Regions from separate parts of the Hordeum vulgare genome. Here region 2 is linked to region 1. A link is a contact called in public Hi-C data. All regions are on one chromosome and are shown on one strand. Each heading gives the region's core, a stretch centred on a gene start, on an enhancer-like site or on the middle of the called end of the contact. The rest is flanking DNA. Distances are from core to core; before and after follow the strand shown. Region 1 has its middle 17 kb from the start of LOC123449436. Region 2 has its middle 9.8 kb from the start of LOC123446929.

Region 1 (4,609 bases), core at 266-2,765:
CCTCCAAATCCTAGAAGATCAACAAGTTTTAATGGATAGGGAAAGAAATCGGGTGAAAATGAGCTTAGGAGCAACACTCGAGCTTTGGGAGGAAAGAGGTGAGGTCTTCTTGGGGAACAAGACCCCTTTATATAGTGGTAGTGCAAATCCAACCCGCCGACCTGCCCGATCTTGGCCAAGTACATTGATCATTCACTATCTCAACAACCTGTGTGCATGGGGTGGGGAGTGGCCATGAGTTCTAGAGTTCGGCGACTTGTCCACTGTGGCATCATGGATGAAGGACCTGCTTTGAGATCTCGAAAAGTTGCGTGAGAAATTTGGTATTACAACATTTTACATGGAGTGAAATCACCTATCAGTATGTTATAATCTATTGTTCAATGCTTTTGAGATAGTTCACCACTCATACCGAATGATCATTGGTCCGTTAATCTCACAAGTTTTACATAATACATGAATATTTTTATTATTTAATTTATGACCAGTATATTTTTATCAAAATTTGAAGACAAATTATTTTACTTATTTATCGGGATATAGTATTGACAACAATTAAACTGTGCTCATGGGTGGGCGGGGTGCTAACAGGCCAAACTATTGGTGGCCCTATAAACTACAAAATGATAGACTAGATGTGTAAGAGCTACCCAAATGATAACAAATGAATCACTTACTAGCATCGTGCTATTACTCAGCTAGGCATAGAGCCAACCTATGTATGCCGGTTTTAGGAAACTTCTCAAAATGATTTTTCATTCTTTCCTTTTTCCTTTTTTCTACACTTGCTTTTTTTGTTTTCTTTACTTTTACTTTTTTTCTTCTTTGTTTCATTTTTTCCTTCTCCTTTTCTAATTCGTAAACACTTTTCAAATTCAAAAATAGTTTTAAAAATGTTTGAACATATTAAATTACAAATAAAAAATATGAATATATTACAAATTTGTGTTTTTATTCTTCATTTTAAAAATCATGAATATTTTTCTAATATGTGAACCTTTTTTGCATTTGCGAAAACAATTTGAAACATGGAAATTATAAAATTAATGGAAAAAATTAAATTGATAAAATATGAATTCACAAACATTAATAGAATTACTGAACATTTTTACAAGTTCAAGAATAATTTTTAAATTCATAAATGTTTTTCCAAAGCCGTAACTTTCATATATTTCATAGTAATTTTTCAAATTCAAATTAATGAAAAACTAAAATTAGCTACTTTTGTTTTACTTCTGGCCGTTTTTAATAGTTGTAAACTTTTTATAAGTTAAAAAAAACTCATGTAAACAGAAAAATAAAGTGAAAAAAACAGAAAAAAAAAACTCGCTCGGGAGTAAGTTGAATCACGTGTAGCGTTGCTGGCTAGACTAGACACATGTAGGCACACGCAGTGAGCAATGAGAGTACTTGCGGGAGACAACAAATGGGTTTGTATTGCTTGCTACGAGCGATAGCAACGACTGTTGAACAGAGTTGTACATTTTTTGGGGTGGCCAACCATGGGAACAAATGATATGTGTCGCCCGTCGCAAGCGCTACGGTGAGTCCCCACAGCGACCGACATGGCCGGCCCACTAGGGTTCACCAGGGGTGACCAATAATGGGAACAAATGACATGTATCGCCGGTTCATCTTTTCGGATTTTATTACCATATTTTTCCTACTTTCTTCTTAGTTTCTATTTACTCATATATACCAATCTTTTTATTACTTTTATTTTTAATTTTATTTTCTTAAATTTCTGGACATTTTTAAACTTTCGAATATTTCGTCATATTTGCAAACATTCTCTAACCCATGATATTTTAAATTATGATACATTTTATAAAACCACAAATATTTTCCAAATATATTAATATTTGTTTTTATTTCTGAAATATTTTTATAGTTCTGGTTATATTTTAAAAATCATGAATATATTTTCAATTTCATGATTTACGTATTCATAAATGTTTGTAGATGTCGTGAATAATTTTGAAAATATATGAAATGGTTTTTCCAATTACGTAACACTTTTAAATTTCACAAAAAAATATTTTCACCATTGTTAGTATTTTTATATTAAAATAAAGCCAACCAAATTGAAAAACAAACAATGTGATCGATGGGAAACTCGCGTTACAGGAAGTGTGAGCGATACCAACTAAGGTAGCCTGGCTTGTTACTATGTGAACCATACATATCAGCACCATGTGAGAGCTGACGGTAATTGTGTTAATAGTTGAACAAACACACATGGACATCACCAAGAACAAGTTGATGCGTAGAGCCCTCTGTTTTTTTTTACTTTTTTTGCTTTCACCTGCTGTCCCTATAAAAAAGAGGTACTGTTTTATAAATTATTATACATCACATAACAGCAAGATTAAAATTTTATGGAGAAATTCCAAAAAATATAAATTATTAAATGTAATTGTTTTTTATAATTTATGAAATGTTCCATACCCTTGGAATATTTGTGCTAATTAAAATATTCTCACATTTAGAAAAAAGTATCCATAGATTATAAAAAAAATTATGACTTCAAATAATATTGAAGACTATATAAAATGTTCTCAATATTTTTCTAAAACATCTCTAAGTTTCAAAACATTTCAATGATTTCGCTTAATATTTTAATTTTAATATTAATATTTTACTCTATTTAAAAGTGATAAAGCAAAATTTACAACTATTTATCAATTTCAATAATGTTTGAGATTAATAAATATAAAAGGAAAATTCTAAAATAAATCAAATAATTCAGAATGAAAAAACAAAACCTTAAAAAACAAAAGAACAAAAATATGACGGACAAAAATAGAAAAATGAAAATAATAAACCCAAGATGAAAACTGTGTTGGGCCTGTTGGTGCAGCACACGCTCTTTGTGTCATCCCACTATTTTAATACACAAAGCGTCTAATAGGATTTCCCCGGGGCGAGGTTATTACCCGCTATTGGTGATCATATTGCAACCCCACCAAAGCATATGTCATTTCTCTTCTCATAATATTTTATGGCATTTTGGATTCGGCATGGCAACCAAAATATTGAGGAATGAGTTTTTTTAAAAGGTATACCCTTGTCTATGCATCTCGATCATACATGCAGTCATTTTATTAATTTTTCAAAAAGAACATACAAGTTAATACATCAGTCAGGCTAAAGCCACCATCTAGACAACATCTTTTGCTACTCCTATCACTTTGATGAAGGTGTGTCGAATATCCGAGTCTAATACCAAACATACATCGCACCAAACCCTAACATCTATATTCGGATGCCCCAGCCCAGCCACATACCAGGACTAGGCCCCACACCGGTCTAGCTCACTCTTGGTGTCGCCGTCATCTTCCATCGGTCCATCTCCAGAATAGGAACTAAAACACCGATCTTAGCTGGCCTGCGGTCGAAGTCACCATGGCACAAGACAACGCCACCATCCTGCATGTGTCCATCCACACACACTCGTCGCTGAAACTCCACAGCGCCATGCCGTTATGATCCGACGTCGGCCTTGCGATAGATGCAACACTGCTCCTCCTATTGTCCCCTCCAGCCATCACTTGCTTCAAAATGATGTTTCCAAGAGCAAAAGCGATACTGCGAACGCCATCGCCATTTGATCTGAAAGACCCAGATCTATGGTTTCCCACAGAGCATCCATTGAGGCACTAGTGTGCCGAGAAGGTCTTGTATTTGCTACAGATTTTGTTCAGATAGCATGTCTTGCATTTGATAGAGCAGTAGTGTCGCATATATCTTGTTCACATAGCATGTCATATACATTCCATGGCACAATTTTTTAATGTAAAATGTTTGTTCTCACGTTTGAAAAGAATATTAATGCAATCAGGGGAAAATTCTGGCATTTTTACAAAAATATTCGCATGCTTAAAAAATTGTTGTCATGACATTTTAAAAGTGTTCACTTGATCAAAAACAAGTTCATAAAATTTCAACATTTTGTTAACCAATTGTTTTAATATGTAACATATAAAAAATCATTGTGACATTAAAAACAGTTCATAAAACTAGTAATATGTTTGCATGTTTGAAAATTATGTTTATGATTATTTTGAATGTTCAATATGTGTTGAAAAATGTCCATGATGTATTTGAAAAATATTCAATGGACATTTGCTAAGTGTTCGACATGCATTCCGATAAAATGTTCAACTTGTATTTAAAAAATGGTTAGTGTAAGTCTGAAAATGGTTCAATTTGTACACGAAGAATGTTTGACTAGTACTAAAAATTAACACGTATTTGAGGAATGAAAAAAAAATGGAAAACCATAAAATGATAAAAATCAGGAGAAGGACAATAAATAGCATGAAACAAAAACAAACAACAAAACGTGCAGAACCTTCAACTAAAACCGCACCAAGTCCTATTTGGCGCCTTAAGTTCCCTGTCCTTCGTTATTTACAAACTGGCGCACAGCCCCTCCTCACGTCGGCCGGCCCATTTCCTCTTTTTCTCAGTTTCTGGAACTACGAAACAAATGTGAGTTGTGGAACAGAACCCGCGACTCATGAGTTCAATGCAGGATGAGACAACCACCTTCGCAACCTCACTTGGAGTGTATACGTACATGTTTCTTCCTCTTTTGTTCACCATT
Region 2 (4,566 bases), core at 327-2,826, 400 kb before region 1:
ATATGCGTTTTCCTATCTTGAGAGGCACAAATTTGCTTCGTTTTTCCCTTTTTTTTTTTGCTTCCATAAGAGGTACGGTTTTACTTTCGCAAGAAACACGGGTATGCTTCTGCTAGAGGCACGGTCGTGCCTCTCGTAAAAGAAAAAAATAGATATTTTTCCTTTTCGCAAAAGGCACGAGTTTACTTTTCGTGGAGAAATGGATTTGGTTTTGCGAGAGGTATAATCATGCCTCTTTCAGAAAGTAAAAAACACACACTTCCGGTTCCTTTTTTGTCCATTTTATCTTGTGAGAAAAGTTTATCAAAATTTATGAACATGATATCTAATTTTAAAGATCTTGATATGAGGAATCTAAAAATGAAAATGATTCAAGATTTAAACGCACAATAAAAGACAAAACATTTTAAATAAACGAATCTACAAAAAGAAAAAAAACTTTTAGGTTACGACAAATAACATACAGTTCGTCGCTTGTCGCAACCTGAGAAATGAAGTTAACCTTTGCAAAGAGTGTCCCTCAATTAGTGGTTTTGCAAACATCCGCCTTACAATAAACAATACATAGACACATCCATGCGCGAATTCTAGATCTCGCTCGGGGCAATGATAGCATCTGTCGCGCCAGAAGGGACCATATCCGCAGGACATCATTGGCTTGTTTTACCGCGGCCACTGGCTCACCAGCTCATCGCTGGCTAGTTTTAATCTATTATTAGTTTTGTTCGTTTTTCCCCTTTTAGTTTTTTCTTATTTTTCTTGCGGTTTCCCTTTTATCTTCCTCAGGTTTCAGTATTTTTTCTCGTTTATTTCACATTTTAACGGAGTTTATTTATTTATATTATATTTTTGTTTATTTTATGATTTACGGAGTTTTGCCTTTTGTTTTGTTTGTTTCTTTATGTTTCCTATTTGGTTTCATTGGTTTTATCTGTAGATTTTTTGTATACACTAGAAACATTTTCATATATATATGTTTAATATTTTTCAAATACATGATTAACTTTTTTGGTAACTTATATTTTTTTCATGTCTATATACATGTTTAGCGTTTTGGAAATAAATGATTAACATATATTTTCGATGTCTACTTTTTCAATAAGCAGTGTATATTTTTTACATCATAGAAAGTTGCACATTTATCAATTTCCACACACAGTCTACATTTTTTTTTGTGCATCAGCAAAAAAATTTATGTCTACTTTTTCTTACACATTGAACATTGTTTGTATACATCAGAATCATATTTCTATGCACATTCACCAATTCACCAATTCATGATTAACATTATTTAACCTAAATTTATGTTTTTATTTCAACCTTCTTTTATACACATTGTAAAAAATATATACATGCTATGCATACGGAATTTTATGTAAAATAATTTTTATAATAAGTATAATAAGAATATTTCCACATATAACTAAAACTAAAAAGTAAACCAGGAATATAATGCAAAAATGTTTAAAAAATGGAAGAAAAAACTGTTGAAGGTCTGTAACCCAGCTGGGCCAGGCCAATTGGACGATACTGTCTTGCTTCTAGCGACATGTAGGTGCACTCATCCCATGTTCGCGACAGTAGGGGGTTGGGGGAACCCGCTTTGAATCAGGTATAAGGGTCGGCCCACCAGTAACGCGCGGAACATGAGGTCTCGTCGGCCATATTAAGAGTTCTTATAAGCCGCATTATGCCTCAAAATGCAGCCGAAACGGTGAGGCGCCACACAACTAAGGCGGCACAATCGTAAATGGAATGTCTCTAGCGGATGCTGCTATAGCACACCGAGGTCACCATAGCGAACTGCACTACCGTGGAGATCCGTGTTAGATTCAAGAATATTTTTAAATGGCACATATTATGAACTTTCGAACACTTTTTAAAATGAGGATATTTTTAAAATTTTCTCAATTTCTGAAGAAAAAATAGAAAACATGGACAATTTTTAACAGCACGGTTGTTTTGGGAAACTGCATTTTTTTGCATTTGAAAATAAATTACGAAATTAAACAAGAACTTTTGAAATATTTAACTTTCTGAAAATTTGCTGTACATTTTTTGAATTTCAGAACAAAATTTGGAATACGATAACATTTATTGAAATTTTGAAATTATTTTGGAAAACCGAAGATGTTTTGTAACCCTTGGAATTTTTGACTTTGTGAACAAATTTTAAAAAATGGGAACATTTTTGTGAACTTCAATCATTTTTTTGAAAACTCAAAGCTTTTTAAATTTCTGAATTTCGAAATTAGTTTTGAGAATAGAAATAGTTTCCAAACAATATTTGGAATTTCACGAAATATTTTTGAACCAATAAAATATAAACTTGGAATATAATGAACGTAAAAAAAAACTAAAGTAGCGAAGGAAAGAAACGGTAAAAAGGGAAAAAAAGGAAAAATGGAAAAGCTAATAAAAACTAGTAAAAACCCGATTTATGAAACTTCTAGAAGGTTCCCAAAACCAATCATGAGCCTTGTAGAAGGTTCCCATTACATAGGTCGGGCAACATATTCTATCTGCTAAATGTGCGTGCCATCTCATTCGATTGCGCCTTCTCGTGTCCTTTTCGGCGATGCTTTGTCGGCATGAGTGGTAATTCCGGACGTATAGTCGCAATCGAAAATACTCTTGTTCTTGTAACGGGATTGCTTGTTTTTATCGGGCTTCGAGTTTCTCCTACATTTGGGCTCGAGCGGGAGCTTCTCCTCACTACATCCATGGGATCAAATATATACGGTTTTACTAGTTCACACATTTTATTTTCGGTGTTTACAATCTAGAGGTCCAAAGTGAGAATTCTGTCATAGTTAAGGGGTCTAAAGTATCGCTTTTCTCGTGAAAAAACCCTATTGGGAATTTGATTTCATAGGTCTCTAGTCGAACTACATTGCTTTAGATAGTATTCATAATCTAAATATCGTATTTTTGGCAATAGAATACCTACAACTTTAATAGTACTAGGAGCTAGAAGGCTCCACACAGCTTCCAACTCAATTATATCCGACATAAAAAGAAAAACGATTACAAACAATTTCCTCTGCTTCACGTGGGGAGAAGAACCGCTACTATCACATAAAACACTCCGAACAACCACCATATCACATGGTGGGAGCAATACGTCCTCGAATGACCAACACAGACGACGGAGACCAAAAAATGACCATGGCTGCGAGTGGCTAGACGAAGGCCACATGAGTGGAACTACCTCCGAGAATGGGGGAAGAAGATGCCATGGGATCCTATGAAGAGAGCTTACACCATGCTCGAGTAGACAACGATAAAATCTCCCAAGCCGCTAGTGCCAAAGAAGATGATGAAGCGCATGCGTCGACCGACCAAGTCCACTGTCTTGTACATGTTTTTTCTAAGTGAGAGACCATGAACTCTTATGAGCATGCTTAAGAACCCTCTCTTCATGGAATTGTTGAGCGAGCCTCTGAGGTTGAGGGGAAAATATCAGGGGACATGAAAAATCAGAGGAAAGTATATGCCTCTTCCACGTGCATAAGAAGGAGAGAAACATATCGCTGAGGAGAACCAGGACCAAGGCCATGAGATTAGCAAAGCAATCTTGTGGTAGACGGGAGAAAGGACTCTTGATCCAAGTACGAGAAGCAATCCCTCGTAGAAGATGCATCCACCTCCATGGTGATGAGTTTGCAAGGAAGGATGGCATGATGGTGAGGATCCATAGCTACGCCAAACAATACCTCGTCTTGGGCATCATATTTGTCCCCTTGATGTCTTCCGAGAATATTCCTTCCAACCCCTATCATTGTGAATAGAAGAAGGTGGAATAACACCCAAAATGAAAGATCAGGTTTATTTATGTTTGAAGTAAAACGAGAGACAAGACAAAGTGATGTAAATGAATCGTTGTCTTTATTGATGATGTCTACAAGGATAGCATATATTATGGGGAGTGTTGAGATTTAATTAACCCATGTGTTAATCTATCCTTGTAGACATCATCATCTTAAAATTTCCTCCAAAACCGTGTGGGAAAAATGTGAGGAGTATAATATTTCATATGTTGCCAAAACTCCTTCAACCCTAGTGGAAAAAATAAGGAGAAAATGCTGCAACATATAATGATTGTTGTCTCCCTTAACTCAATATGTAAGAACCATCGAGTTTAGAGGAACAATAAATATGTCGTATATACTTCCCTAGAAACCCCGGTGGGAAAAACAGAAAGTAGGACATATGATCTTGTGTTGATATTACCTTATTAAAAACCTTTATGAGAACCTCTATAGAAACTCATGAAGGAAAAAAGAGTATAATATGATGCATTGAACAATTCAGGAAGACACTCCCCCTGATTCTTGCAAATTTCGGAGCCACCACATACCAATTCCATGAAAATATTGATGGAATGTAAAAGTTGGTAGAGACTTCGTGATAAAATTAGTCACATGATTTTATTTGCAACATTATCGTTGAGATAAGGGTTGGTGGATGTAGCCATGAGGTCTGTTTCGAAGACTCTTCATGAGAGGGCTACCACACCTAGTAGGAACACTAATCGTGTCTATGATCTTACATAGCGGGGATCTT

The links. A called contact is a pair of places that touch in the nucleus more often than the background predicts.
Region 2: a contact with region 1 is called in a Hi-C map of seedling, with 10 times the contacts expected there. The contact joins two enhancer-like sites. A contact is called at or near these places in 3 of 6 Hi-C or Micro-C datasets (leaf and seedling).

Annotation. Positions count from the first base shown.
Region 1 is chr4H:549,525,012-549,529,620 of MorexV3_pseudomolecules_assembly, reverse strand. No RefSeq gene overlaps it. Among protein-coding and RNA genes, the nearest start is that of LOC123449436, 17 kb to the left of the region's middle. Within about 2 kb of position 1,515, at least 2 of the 3 cell types and tissues checked have open chromatin away from gene starts, as enhancers often do. A contact at or near this core is called in seedling, where this site is marked.
Region 2 is chr4H:549,923,456-549,928,021 of MorexV3_pseudomolecules_assembly, reverse strand. No RefSeq gene overlaps it. Among protein-coding and RNA genes, the nearest start is that of LOC123446929, 9.8 kb to the right of the region's middle. Within about 2 kb of position 1,576, at least 3 of the 3 cell types and tissues checked have open chromatin away from gene starts, as enhancers often do. A contact at or near this core is called in seedling, where this site is marked.